Linked DNA regions of Mus musculus: regions 1 and 2 are each linked to region 3. Evidence: chromatin contacts called from public promoter capture Hi-C and targeted proximity ligation data. All regions are on one chromosome and are shown on one strand. The core of a region is the stretch at or near the end of the contact, and the rest is flanking DNA. Distances in the headings are between cores, read along the strand shown. Region 1 holds the start of Plpp6 (phospholipid phosphatase 6). Region 2 overlaps Gm41829 (a long non-coding RNA gene). Region 3 holds the start of Rcl1 (RNA terminal phosphate cyclase-like 1).

Evidence for each region. Capture Hi-C pulls out chosen DNA fragments and counts their contacts.
Region 1: a promoter capture Hi-C map of liver shows a contact between it and region 3. A contact is called at or near these places in 7 of 39 promoter capture datasets (the 3T3-L1 cell line, the C10 cell line, cranial neural crest and 3 more), 5 of 484 Hi-C or Micro-C datasets (the 3T3-L1 cell line, cardiomyocytes, forebrain and 2 more), 4 of 130 datasets of targeted methods (the 230-238 cell line, effector CD8 T cells, embryonic stem cells and 1 more) and 3 of 9 other capture datasets (adipose tissue, liver and pancreatic islet).
Region 2: a targeted proximity ligation map of pancreatic cancer cells shows a contact between it and region 3. A contact is called at or near these places in 9 of 39 promoter capture datasets (the C10 cell line, the HPC-7 cell line, HPC-7-derived erythroid cells and 5 more), 11 of 484 Hi-C or Micro-C datasets (CD4 T cells, T follicular helper cells, bone marrow-derived macrophages and 7 more), 23 of 130 datasets of targeted methods (CD8 T cells, the NIH/3T3 cell line, the SCID.adh cell line and 18 more) and 3 of 9 other capture datasets (adipose tissue, liver and pancreatic islet).

The regions. Positions count from the first base shown.
Region 1 is chr19:28,960,442-28,965,220 of GRCm38.p6, reverse strand. It overlaps Plpp6 (phospholipid phosphatase 6), which reads right to left and starts at 1,301. Exons shown (of 1, transcript NM_028922.3): 1 at 1-1,301. The coding sequence starts at 1,220. The coding sequence ends at 342. It overlaps 4430402I18Rik (RIKEN cDNA 4430402I18 gene), which reads left to right. Exons shown (of 14, transcript NM_001374140.1): 3 at 1,548-1,685.
Region 2 is chr19:29,235,730-29,240,559 of GRCm38.p6, reverse strand. Gm41829 (a long non-coding RNA gene) reads left to right here. Exons shown (of 2, transcript XR_877802.2): 2 at 1-2,503. Among named protein-coding and RNA genes, the nearest start is that of Gm41829, 7.3 kb to the left of the region's middle.
Region 3 is chr19:29,098,804-29,103,592 of GRCm38.p6, reverse strand. Rcl1 (RNA terminal phosphate cyclase-like 1) reads right to left here and starts at 2,218. Exons shown (of 9, transcript NM_021525.2): 1 at 1,953-2,218. The coding sequence starts at 2,088.

The DNA of each region.
Region 1 (4,779 bases), core at 52-2,551, 140 kb after region 3:
AATTTACAAGTAATAACATTGTTTTTTTGGGGGGTGAGGGGAATTACTCATTAACGTTGTCAACTTTAAGTAAATAGCAATCATACAGTCAGCCAGCTTGATTTCTTTACAGTTGTCTTGGTGATAAATAGCTGTCAAATACACAGTAGACTTTGTTTCTCAAGTATGGCCGTGTTCAGTAATAGCCAGCATGCGCTCCGGTCTAGGAACCTGTCAAGACAGTGGGATCCCAGAATTCCCAAAGTTGCCCAGAGGGGCAACTAGATGGCTCTGGCTTAGGTCAGCATCCTCGAGTGTGGAATCCTTCAGACCTCAAGGTGTCAATAATCAATGAGATGGTGTCACTGTTGATTCCACAGTACAAAAAGAACTGGAACATTGTGGGGTGACAGCCAGCAATAATCCACAATGCTGTACTGCATGTAGCCCAGAAAAAAGCCAAAAGCCACATCAGTGACGTTGTGCCGCCCGAGCATGACCCTAGAGAGACCCAAGACGAAGGCCCACAGGACCACCAGCACCCTCAGTGGAATGGCCAGTACCAGGTGGTTTAGGATAAACCGCGACACCAGGGCGGCCCTCGTGGCGTGGCCCGAGGGAAAGGAGTACCTGTCCACCGAGAGGGTGAAAAACATGTCCTTTTGATTGTGCGCGGGTCGGCGCCTGCGGACCAGCCCTTTAATCACAGCTACCAGCAGCAGGTCCAACAGCAGGGCGAAGAGCAGGTTCATCAGCACTTCGCGCCCGGCCCAGCTGTCGCTCCTAAGCAGGCAGTAGAGGGTGCCCAGCAGCCAGGGGATGCCATGCCCTGAGATCTCCAGCAGCTTCATCAGGGGCCGCACGCTGCCCCAGGCCGAGCTCTCCCCAGCACACACCCCCAGCTTCTTGGACAGCCACAGGTCGATGGCCAGCAGGGAGCGCAGGGCGATGCCCAGGAAGGACGGGTTCAAGTTCATGCGGGCGTCCTCCGGCGGCGGGGCCGGGGCTGCTTGTGCGGGGCCCGAGGCGGCCAGCGGGAAGGAGCCGCGCCGGTGCACCGGGCTGTCGGACGCGCGCAGCCGAGCGCAGGCGGGGTCCGCGCCCGCGCGGCAGTTCAGCAGCGATTGGAACTCGAACCTGCCGCCGCCGCTGCCACCGCCGTGGGCCGGGCTGCCCGGGACGCTGCTTCCGCCCGAGGAGCCCAGCGGCCGTCCCTCGATGGTCCTCCGGGGGCTCGGCATCGCGGAGGGAGGCCGGTCCCGGGGACCCGGGCAGACCGGAGACAGGCTTCCCAGCCCGTCAGCCTCTTCCGCTTCCGCACTGCCATCCCGGAGGGCGGGCCGAGGAGCCGAGCCGCAGAGCACGATTGTGACACCTGGCGGAGACGTGGGAGGGAACCGGGAGTACCAGCTTGAGGAGAGGTGGGAAGTGCAGGTGAAGGACGCAGTGATGGCGTCATTTCAGAGCTGTGGGAGGTTAGGATAAACAGCCCCTCTGCACAAAAAAAAAAAAAAAAAACAAAAAACAAAAAAAACCAATCCCTTGATTGCCCTCCTCTTCTTTTTAAGATTTCTTGCCCCGGAGTGTTCCTGCCGGACAAGGAAGCTGTGTACCTTGGAGTCTACCTTCTGAATCAGTACCTGGAGACAGACTGCTTTCCCCCTGTGTTCCCTGTTGTGATTCAACAGAGCATGAGATTTGTAAAGGTGATTTTGACTTCTCAGTGGGTTTTGCTGTCTGAAACCAGTTTAATGGTCATAAAGAATAGTGGTTTTGTACATTTATTCCCCGCCCCCCCCCCCCTTTTTTAACACAGTGTAAAAAGTACAAGCGGCCTTGAGGCAAAAACCATAGTTTGGAAGTCTTGCTTTTTGCAATGCAGGCCTGAGCCAAGTTCTGTCAATTGAGTGCTAAATACCCTGGTGGATGCTTTCTATTCTTGGAACTCCCATGGCATTTTCTAACTGGAGCAGAGAGCGTTTCTGAATGTTCTTGGAGGTGTTAGAGACAGTTGCATTGCATTTATGAAAGGGGCTATTAATAAACTGCAGATCTTAAGAAAAACTTTCTTAAGCTTGGGAAAATAACTTAAAACTATAACCAAATCAGCTGTACCTGGTAATTGAAAGCCTGTAACTAAACAAGAAAGCTGTTCATATTTTCTGAGTTTCCTTAAGTCATGTGCGTGTTATATAACAATAGTAGTAAGGGCTAGATTCCATTCCAATGAGTGCAATTGTGATTTTAAAAATTGTAAAAATCACCGGCCAGGGCTTCCCACTGCAGTATGCTGCTGACTATTCAATACTCTGCAATCACCAACAACACCCTAAGGTTCTGGTTTTAGCTTTGGAGTTGAAATTGGAGTAATCTTTAGTAAACCTAGTGGTTTTGCCCAGGGTCCCCTAAGGTGGACTTTTGGGGTGGAGGGAAGATTGTACATATCGATCCTAAAGTCTGGAAGATGTTTTCCAGAAACCTACCTATTTCTTGTAATCCAAGGATGAGAGAAAAGATGCGTTTTTAAAAACTGCAGCCTGTTCATTGGAAAAACGTCCGTGAAACTGGTTGGGTAAAAGTGATTGGATATTATCTTGGGAAATAGTCAGAACCCAGATGGTCCTACTGGCCATATGTGGGTGATAGACATGGTGTGAAGTAGGTGCTGAAAATGACCCCCACCACTTTCCCCACTCACCAGTTGCTGGCCCTGTACCAGACTTCTAAGATAGAATTGTAAGAGGTGCATAGATATGAAATTATTCTAACAGGGCATGATACATCCATCAATACCTTGGGAACTTAACTTAATCTGACCACCTCTGTTTTTAAAAAAGAGAATGCCTGAGATTCACAATTTAGATGCTTCTCCTGCTGGGTGGGAAAGCCTGAGGTTTCTAGTCAAACATACCATGGAACCATTTTTTTTTCTTTGAGTTGTTTAGGCTCATATTCTAGTTTCTTCTAGTTCCAGGTTTCTTGAGATCTGTTCCATTCTTTAGCTGAAAACTCGTGTGGCACATAGCAAAAGCATTTTCCTTCCCCACATCTCTTTGCATGGCTTAGATTTGAATAATTTAAAAGTACGTGGGTAAACAAATTCCTCATAAAAATTCACAAGCCATTGTATTTGAATAGACTAAGCTAAGTGTTTGCTTCCCAAGATCACCCTTGAGAAAAACCCTTACACGTAACGTAGGTAGATATGTTAGGTTCTTAGAGCTCACATACACAAGTAGCCCACAAGCAGCAAACTTACTTACTGTCTCACAGTCCTGGAGACTGGATGTCAAAGAATGGTGGTGTGGATCTCGCTACATCCTGAGGCATGGTGGGAGCTAGTTCTTTGGTTTATAGCAGTGGTTCTCAACCTGTGGGTTGCGACCCCTTGGGAGAGTTTGACTTTTTCACTAGGGTCACCTAAGACCAGTGGGGGGGGGGGACACAGATTATGCTGTTATGACTCATAACAGCAGCAAAATTACAGTTATGGAGTAGCAATGAAAACAATTGTATGGCTGGGGAGTCACCACTATATGAGGAACTCTTTTAATGGGTCGCAGAATTAGGAAGGCTGAGAAACATGGGTTTTATAGCACCATAACTCCAGTATGTACCATTTAACCATTTATTCTCTCTAGCACATGGAATTCAAAACATTCTGGGCATTAGCCAGAGGAACTCCAGTTCTTTAAGGCAAAGGAAGATATGTGTGAACTGTAAAACAAAAGCAGAGCCTTCACTGATCAGAAATGCCAGGTGTCCTTGCTGGGTTTGGGTCCTATGCTGGCTCTGTCCACTTTAACTGAGTAACTGCATTTGCTCTGGGTTGCACGCCAGAATAGAAAACTCTATGCCTGGTTTGTAATAGTGGCTCCTCCTGAGCATTGTGTAATAGTGGCTCCTCCTGAGCTCTGTGTAATAGTGGCTCCTCCTGAGCTCTGTGTAATAGTGGCTCCTCCTGAGCTCTGTGTAATAGTGGCTCCTCCTGAGCTCTGTGTAATAGTGGCTCCTCTGAGCTCTGTGTAATAGTGGCTCCTCTGAGCTCTGTGTAATAGTGGCTCCTCTGAGCTCTGTGTAATAGTGGCTCCTCCTGAGCTCTGTGTAATAGTGGCTCCTCTGAGCTCTGTGTAATAGTGGCTCCTCCTGAGCTCTGTGTAATAGTGGCTCCTCTGAGCTCTGTGTAATAGTGGCTCCTCTGAGCTCTGTGTAATAGTGGCTCCTCTGAGCTCTGCGTAATAGTGGCTCCTCCTGAGCTCTGTGTAATAGTGGCTCCTCCTGAGCTCTGTGTAATAGTGGCTCCTCCTGAGCATTGTGTAATAGTGGCTCCTCTGAGCTCTGTGTAATAGTGGCTCCTCTGAGCTCTGTGTAATAGTGGCTCCTCTGAGCTCTGTGTAATAGTGGCTCCTCCTGAGCTCTGTGTAATAGTGGCTCCTCTGAGCTCTGTGTGGTTCCTGAATTTTTTTCCTGCTCAAGTGTACTCATGAATTTAGTTTATTTTTAACTTTAAAAACATAAAAATGTATGCTTAAATACTCACTTAAAAAAAGGCATCAATCATGTGTTATGACCTCATTCGAAGTTTAACTAAGCGTATTTATTTATATTGATCCTATTTGGAAATAAGGTCATGTTCTGAGAGACTAGAGTTAGATGCCAACCTGTAAGTTTTGACAGGGCCACACAATCCAACTGGTAACAGTGTGAAATGGAAGGATATAATTATTGAAATAGTTTAGGAAAATAAATGCTACCCGAATTTACTTAGTAAACACAAGTAGACAAAACAGTGCCCAATTT
Region 2 (4,830 bases), core at 935-3,434, 140 kb before region 3:
ACACCCTCATTCTGACATCGGTCCTCTTCACAGTCTTTGTGTTCTGCAGAACAAAACTTCCTTTCCTTTGACATGAGCAGACTGTACATGAGAACCAAATAGTTTTCCACTATGTAAACCCTTTTAGGTTAGGGTAATTATCTGTCTAAATACACAGAATGTCAAGTGCAACTTTGCTCTACTTTGAACAAAGGGGAAAAAAAAGTTTTTTGAAATGTAGTTTTACAATGTGCACCGAGCTGGGCTTGAACTCACGAACCCCCTGTGCCGCTGAGCATCTGGGATCACAGACAGCAGTGTCAACAACACAAGAGTTGACTAAAGACAGTGAGAGTTACCTGCCCACAAATTGTTATTTTTGAAAACAATACGTTGCAAGATCTACTGTGAAAAGCAGAAATTCAGGTGGAAAGTTCAACATGTAAATGTGTTTGTCACCAAGTCTGACCACTTGAGGAAATTCCTCTGAAGCTTGAACATAGACGGAGAGAACTGAATCCGGTGAGTTGACCTCTGACCCCTACATATCTCTTACGGTGGGTGCAACTCACATTCCTGTGGGCGTGTGCACACACACATATGTAAATACATGTATAAAAATAAATGTGACAACCTAAAAATAGAAAATGTCCATACTGAAGTGCCAATGTAGAAAGTATTGACTTCTGAGACTAAAGTGTACACTCTTTCTCCCAAGCCTAGCTTCTTTCTAAAGAACATAATGGCTAGAAGTGCCAGCCTCCATTGCCTAGTTAGTGTGTGCCCCTCTCTGTTTCCGTTGATTGGAGCATAATGAACACCTGACTCAAGCAGAACCAGAAGTTCCCTTCCAGGGAATTTGGAATTGAGAGTCATAGACCATACATCCCTTTTTTGTTTGCAGGAAGTGAGATCACCCATACTCTGGGGTTGAGGCAACCACCGTAAGAGTAATGTCTGGGTTCTCATACCTGGAGTTGCAGAGGAGTGGACCAGTAGAGGGAGGAAAACAGGGGAGGCAGCCATAGGCAAGTGCTGGCTCTGGTTAGCCCCTCCTCCCTAACAATTCCTGTAAAACACTACTGGGATATGCTGTTGCTCCATGATGACGCTCTCCTATTTAAAGTCATGCCACAGAACCTTTAGCTGAGTCTCCAGCATTAAAGCAAATGCCCATTTGTCTTTAGACCTTTGTGTTCCTCTAAATCTTTCCCTCTGGTGCCTCCTCTTTTGGAAGTCTTGAAACTATGCCTCTTTATCTACCCATCGTGAGAGCTGATGAATGGAAGGCAGGTGTGCTCCTCTAAGGAGAGGCAGCTGCTGTTGAGAAAGTGCTTTCTATTGATTCTTTCGTTGCTGGTATATTCTGAAGCCCACTACAAGAGCACATATCTAAATTCATTTTCCTGGAAGTTGCTTTCTTAAAAAAAAAAAAAAAACTTACATCATTCACAACAGATCAAACTTCAGCCAGTCTAGTACAAATTGAATTGGGTCTCCCGAGAAAATATGTTGAAGTCCTAACCACTATTTCCTATGGATGTGGAAATGCTCGTTGGAAAATACTCTCTCTGCAGAGCTAATCAAGCAACAAATGAAAGCACTAAGGTGAACCCTGACCTGGAATGACAGGAATTCCTAGGAATGCACAGGAACACAGGCTATGTGAATTGGAGGCAGAGGTCACCGTGACACATCTTCCTAAAGAGGAACAGGTTAAAGAGACCTGGGGGCCATCAGAAGCTGGAAGAAGCAACGAAGGAATCCTCTCACCCCGAAACTTCACACGAAGCTTGACCCTTGCCAACCCCTTGGGAAGCCTAGTTTTCAGATTTATGAAAGAATAAGTTCCTACTGATATAAGCCATCCAATGTGGTAGTCTAGGGTAGTCTAGAAAAGTAATAGACTAGGTAGTGCTTCTCAAACTGAAGTCCAGACAAGTCTTGGACTTTTTAAATTCCCCTGTCTGACACAGGAAATGCTGCCTGAGAATTGACAGCGACTTGTTAGAGGGAAGAAATCAGTCTCCTTATTACTCTTTCCTGTTTGTTTGCTTTCCCATTGAATCGCAGTGCTTCTGTTTACTTATTTCCTGTCACCTTCACTTGTCACACGACAATGATAAAGGATGTAGCAGTCCTAAGGCAGGCTTTGGCTGGGTACTCCACGGCTACAAGAATGTTGGTATCACACACATCCCTCCCAGATGTCAAATCAGCCCTTTCCTGAAGCACAGGAAGCTTGCCGGGAACCAAGGACATTCCAGCAAGTTCAGCTTTAGTAAGAATGATGACAGGAAAAACGTGTAAGGCGACTATTAATTACTGAAATATGCTTGTCTTAAACCTCGTGAAAGCGTAGGGTGTATGCCTTCATGTCTACTGTCGATATAAAAACATTTTAATGTACGTTCGCTGAGAAAACTACCGTCCTCTGTTTTAAATTTCTAAGTAAGTGTTAATACGTGCCACTTGTGTAAAGTTTTAAATGTTTGGAAAATATCGTAAATCTCTCTTGGCCTTTCCTATCCCTCTTCATTTTTCAGAATTGACCACTGAGCCCGTGTATAACCTTTCACACTCTCTGGAGTGCATTTTTTACACATATCCAACAGCGAAGTTCTGTAAGCAAAAATGATAATCCCATATTAGTACTTTCTGTTACCAGCTCTTCACCCCACACACTCATTTTAATCTTTACAGTCTGTCCTATTTGTTTAAACTCTTACATAGTCTCCAGGAAACAGGTAACTCTCAATTTACTGAAAACTCTACTTGTGGATATTTAGCTTTCTAATTTTTCACAACTACATGTGTTGTACATACATTTCAAAGCACAAAAAGGTTGCCCAAAATACACACTTAGACTCTCTGGACTAAAGGAAATATGCATTTAAATTTTACTGACTACAGCCAGAGTAATATTTTAAAATCTCATTATGGTATACCAATCTCCATTCATCTATAGTCATAGAATTCTGGATATTATGAATCTTTAGTTTTAGATCATTTTAATCTTAAACTACATTCATCTCTGGTAGCACAACAGGTATTTATTAAGTATGTATTTTGTGCATAGAAAACACTTCGAAAAGAATCCTGATATAAATAATACATAATAGCTAAGGGCATAGGGTACATTGGGTGTCGTTCAAAGGATTTATATCTATTTGTAAAACAAAAATAGCTCTAATGTCCTCACCATGCTCATTAGTCTGTAAAGAGCCCATCGAGTGGGTGGGGGAGGCGGAGAAAAGGCTGTCAGCCTAGATGCTGCCACAGACCGAGCAAGAGTAGCTGCAGGCAGTCACCTGACCCTGCAAACATACCGCAGCTTCTTAAGCAGAAAAACTGCACAGTTGACAATAAGAGAAGACATTGTAAGGGAACAAAACTGACTGCTGATTCTTCTCATTTGCTGGCTGATCCCCACCCCCAAGCATAAAGAAGATCAACTGACAAAGGAAGGGGGTGGCTGATATGTACAAATGCTGGCTTTAAAGATAAAAGCGGAGGCATAAAGACACTATCTAGAAGACAAGGAGGGCAAAGGGACCAAGGACTGACCGTAGTTGATTACTAGACAAAAATAAAAACCCACCAGAAAGCAAAAATTTGGCACAAGGCTCAACAACAGCGTTGTTGTGGGTGTCTCTCCACCCACCCCAAAGTTCAGAATAAAAAGTTCAACTCTGTCAGGGTTTGGAACTTCCCCAGGTGTGAAAGAGGAAGTGAAACCAAGGGCAAAAGTTGAGACAGCACGCAAGTGACTACTACAGGTGAGAAGCCACACAAGTGACCGCTACAGGTGAGAAACATCTATGTCCAAAATCTTTGGGGATTGAAATTGTCACAGATTTGGAGATATTTGCCTGTACATATGACATTTCTTGGAGACAATATCTAAGACTAAATACAAAATTGACCTATCTTTTAACTAGGCCATCGTTTTAAAATTGCACATCTAATGTTTATTTAAAAGGGACATAAATTGCAGGCGGAGGAATTGTAGTGGAGCATCTATCTTCATCAAAATACTGGTAATTCTACTTAAACTGTGGAGAACTGAAGACAACCACTTCCTGGATGAATGACAGTTGGCTGTGAAATCAGTTTTTAATAATCTAGGAAATAGCAGTGACATTCAATGTTCTCCCTCTATTCCTTAATGCTTTGTATGTCTCAACCAGATGCTTTCTGTAGTCTGCATTTCTAGGCAAGATTATATGTTAGGTCAAATAATGTGTTTGAGTTAGTTCCCACAATGGGTAGAACAATAAACATGCCTTCAACAAATAATTATTGAGTTGACTTGAGATACAGCAAGTCCACATGGCAGTCTGGGCCCTTGACAAAGAAGGGCAGTTCTTTCTCCTCATGCTTCTAATCAGTGGAGGACAAAAGGGCCAAAAAAAGAAGTCCCCCACTGCATCAATGACAACAATGTGCACATAATTGTAACATTCAGTCATGGAAATATACATCTTCACAGTGCTGTGTTTTATAAAAAGATAAAGAAACCAGGGATATGTTTGGTGGAGGTGCCTCTGCAGGACCATACTGAGCCATCCATCCCTTCTCCCTGAGGGACCATCCATATGATGGTATAGTATAGAACAGACTTTATTCAGTGCATGGGGAAGGGAGTTGAGAGAAAGGCAGAGAGAGAGAGAGAGAGAGAGAGAGAGAGAGAGAGAGAGAGAGAGGTGTAGACTGGCCACGAGCATGTAGTGGTGGGATGGGGAGAGAGAGGGTAAGAAGCAAGAAGATAGAGCAAAAGCAAGAGAGCAAGAGAGAGAGAGGAAGGGCAAGCATCCCTTTTTATACAGAGTCAGGCACAGCTGGCTGTTG
Region 3 (4,789 bases), core at 969-3,468:
CCAAGTCTCCATGCTAAAGCACTTGCAATCTTAATTAATTAATTAATTAATTAATTAATTAACTAATTAATTAATTAATTAAAGTAAAACCTTGTGCCCAGTGGTCACAGTAGAAGCAAGGTCTCTAGGCTAATCTGGGGTTGGAAACACAACACAGCAGCCCAAGCAATAACCTCTCCCAAGGACCAGATTTAAAACTGGGGGTGCAGAGGGAGTGGGGGTAAGAGATTTGAGAGAATGGAGTACAACCAATTTAGTCATCATCTCTCCTCAAACTCTGAGGTTTTTGACTGTTTGCTTTCAGGTTTTGTTTCTGTTAAACGGTCTTGTTTTTTTTTTTTCCCAAAACAAGGTCTGACTATGCAGCTCTGGCTAGGTTAGAACTCACAAGTGAGCCAGCCGGTGGTGGCGCACGCCTTTAATCCCAGCACTCGGGAGGCAGAGGCAGGCGGATTTCTGAGTTCGAGGCCAGCCTGGTCTACAAAGTGAGTTCCAGGACAGCCAGGGCTACACAGAGAAACCCTGTCTCGAAAAAGAAAAAAACAAAAAACAAAAAAACAAAACCAAAAAAAAAAAAAAAAGAACTCACAAGTGTAGACCAGGCTGACCTCTAACTCAGAGACACACTGTGTGGCCCAAGCTGGCCTTGAACTTGGGATCCTCCTGCCTCAGCCTACAGAGTGCTAGGATTACAAGGCTGTGTCACCAAGCCCAGTGCTCTCTCCAACAGGGAAGACAGACTTTACTCACTCCCTTAACAAGCCTTCTGTTTTTTTTTTCTTTCCTAACCTATTTCCATCACCATGCACAAAACGTTTACAGTGGTAGCAATGAAATTATTAAAAAAAAATTCAGACATGATGAAATAATCTAGCCCTCTAGTAAGAAAAGAAAAAAAAAAAAAAAAACCTCGCAAAAATAAACATACCAGCCTGACCCAGGAGGTCTCCTGAACGAACTACAACCCCCCCCCCCCTTTCAGGCTACTGATAGTTTTTTTTTTTTTTCTCTTTTTGGTTTTAATTGGTTCAATTGTCTTTATCAGAAGGGATCTTGGAGACACTTTTGAACACGCACCTAAATTCTAGGGGAACAGCTGCAAACCAAAGCCATTTAACAAGACGCGGGTTCAAATGATGGGTTCAACCTATCTATCTACCTTTGTGAGACAGATAAATCAATAAGACCTTTGAAGCCTGCAGTTTAATGTTTGGCCTTCCTTTTCCTTAAGCCAAGACAACTACGTCTACGACGTAAAAACTATCTTGGTTGAGCGCTCAGGAGCAGACCTGTAATCCCAGCACTCGGGAGGTGGGGAGGTAGAAGGAACAGGACTTGAAGGGCATCCTCAGTTACATACATAGTTTGAAGGCAACCTGAGCAACATGAGACTCCGGTTCAAGAAAAACAAAACAAAACCCTATTACAAAGCTTCGCTACTGCGCACATCGGTGACTAATAGAAACAAGCGCATCGTTTAAAAATAAAATTTTATAATACACTTCCGAAGAGATAGGGCGGGGGTGTGGTGGGGGGGGGAGGAGATAAATAATGGCGACAAAAACTGGTGTCCAAGCGGGGCAGCGGTTTCAGAGACCTGCTTTGGATGAGATTGGGAAACCAATCTGTGGTACTTTTCTCTCTAATGTCTCACTCAATCACTAGATGTTGGTCCAATAAACTGTTTGTTTTTCTCCAGGGAGGTTTATGGCGAAAGCAAGAGACTCAAGAGAGGGAAGCGAGTGGGCGATGCCTACGATTCGTAGCAACAAGCTAGCCAGGAAAACGTGCAGCTGTTTACTACCCGTGCCCAGGAGCCACAGGGCATCCTTCCACGCGTGGCGCAGCTCGCGGACAGATCTGTCGCCCGACCACCATCCCTCCCACGCGCCCAGTGGCCACTCCGGGCTACGACCCCGGGTCCTCCCTCCTCGCGCCCCCTCCCAAGTCACCTCGGAGGCCCGGGTTGTCGTCCCTGGCGCGAATCCTGCGGATCTTGACCGGTCGCCCGCTCAGGGTGGACAGGACCAGCCGCTGGCGCAAGAAGTTACACCCCGCGTAGCTGAGTGAGTGCGCCTGGGTCGCCATGTGCGCGCCGTCCGCAGAGGCCCGGGACCCGGGACCCGGGAGCGCGACCAGGACCAAGGCAGCCCCCGACGCGTCCACGTGGTTTAGAACAGGAAGACAGAGCGACTAGACACCGGGTCAGAGGGGAGCGGGGCGGAGCCAGCGGCCGCCCGCCCGCCTCCTCCCCTGGCTGGGGCGGCCCGGCCTCCGAGGCACACTACCATTGGCCCACGAGGGATCTGGGTGTTGCCCTCTCTGCGTCGCCATTGGTCTGCGCTGTAGCTGGGCGGTGCTCATGCCGCGTTGCCATTGGCCGGTAGTGAAAGAGGGCGGTGCCCGGGCCCCAGCAACAGCGCGCGGCTGGAGGGACCCAGTTAGTGCTGCGGGGAAACCCCGGCGCCCAGACGCCTTGGGGGTCTGTCTGTCTGTCTGTGCCGGACTTTCACGGCCTATGCGATAAAGGAGGCAATGGCTCCGCCTGGGTGCCCACAGCTGGTGGTACTTAGCAACGTACCTACGGCAGCCCCGGGCAAGGATGCTAGCTAGCCTCTCCCGCGTTTTCCTGCCACCGAAGAGAACAGGATTGACACGCTTACCCTGTTGTAGGCGCCTTGTCTGGGTCTGAGCCGAAATCCTCTGAGGTGCAGCCTGCAATCTTTCACTCCCGGGAAATTGCCAAGCTGTCAGAGGCTGCCTGAACTAGGACCCCGAGCCTTTAGACAAGAGACCGCTGCTTATTTTGTAATGAGGGGCCTCTCTTTGTCCCTTTCTCAGCTGCCCCTTCGTTCATATTCTTTGAGTTTGGTGTCAAGACATATCTGTAACCTCGCATGACTCAAAATGGACAGTTGCAATAACTTCAAGACATACATGCTCATGCATGCACGGGGGATGGGTGGGTGGAGATCTTGCTTTTCCATCTGTCCTGTCATCCAAGCTTGCACTACAAAACCTTTCTAAATATTGTACTGTTTCACGCCTCCATTAAAAAAACAATCAAATGACTACCAACTTAGGAACGCAGTGGTCTTAGTGTTAGGTTTACAGCCAGCCATTCACGGGCTGTAACCCCAGACCTTAAGTCCCAGAAAGCACAGTGAAGGATGGAGTAGAAGCTGGAGAAAGAAAAAAAAGGGGGCCATCCTAAGCGAGTGAGAGTCCCAAGGAAACCCCGAGGAGCATCAGTGGCCATCAGAGAAGAGTCTACGGATCAGCCCTGAAATCCACTGAGGCAGCTAACCCACTTACCACAACGCCATTCTGTTAAGACTGCCTTTACACAGCTAAGCGGCATCTGACAGGCAGCGTTCTTTGGAAAAGCTCCAGGACCCATAGGCTCTCCTCTAAACGTTGTTGTGAAGAATACTAAAGCACCAGGGGTACTTTCACATCAGGAATGGATTTTTCATTTTCTTTTTTAATGCTATCTCGTTTAATTACTCAATAGTCTTTAGAAAAAAGATATTATTCAATAAAGAATGCTCACATCCGTTCAGAGCTCACTGCTTTCAATGGAGACCTTCTGAGTTTTATTCCATCAGCGTCTCACCTCTGCTTCTAGATTTTCAAACCCACCTGGAATTGCAGGCCAATAGTACTGAGGTATCAATTCTCCTAGTCTTCAGGCAATGACTGTCCTGGGCTGACATGGAAATACCCAGGCTCTCTTTGCACATCCAGGAGGTAACTCTGGGGTGTCCTTTCAGCTCCAGTTTCTGGCTGTGGCATCCTCTTGGTTAAGCACCATCTCCTGGCTTCTTTCCCTGTATCCCTTCCCAGCTTCTCTCTGATACGTGCTAGAAATAACTCTCAAATAAATTATGTCCACTCTCATTTTTTGCCTCCGCGTCTTCTGGGCAATTGAGAATAAGTCCTGACTTATAAAATCTGAGAACTGAGATGTAGAAGGGGGAGGGGGAGCTTGTTGTAAGCAACACAGTAAATGGCAGAATCACAATGACAGCTCCATTTACTAAGCTATTCTTTTAGACTTCTAAACCTTCTGGGGGATGCGGGGGTAGGGGAGAAGCGTCTTCAGCATAGTTGGAATGCAGCAAAAGCCACATAGAAGAGAGCTAACTGGCCCAGTAGCCAGAATCAAGTGCCAGACAGGGTATCGAGTAAGCCAGCAGACAGTTTCACTCATCACCCCTAGACTCCCTGACTGGTCTTTGGTAGCACCTTCACTAATGCCATCTGAGGTAAAGATGAGCTGTTTCACCAAGTCCTGTCCACATTGCATAGCCACAAATTAGTGCCAGCTACGGGGTTGGGTGATTTGTTACACAATAATAAGTAACTGAAAGTCATTCAGTGTGGTACAGACATTGCTGTTTTAGTTTAGATAGCTACGACTGCACATCCCTGAGCAGTAACGAATTAGCAACCCACAACAAATGTTTGCATGATATTACAGAGTGAGTGCCAGCAGGTACCACACTGAGAGTCTTGTCTATGGGACCTTATTTTGTCTTCACACCAAGATAGCTCACAAGTTGGACTGTAAGTGAATAGAAGCTTACAGCACAGCTCTGTAGAATGCCGCCTATGTTTATATTCTGTACAATTTATTAATTTGTTCCTAGGACCTTCTGCCTAACTAAATGGTAAATGAAATGTGTCTCACTCCGTGATTGCTTCTGTAACACTTCTCTACTTATAAGGACCAAAATCTACTTGACTAAGCCATAGGACATTGGGAGAAATAAATTTTTCCTACTAC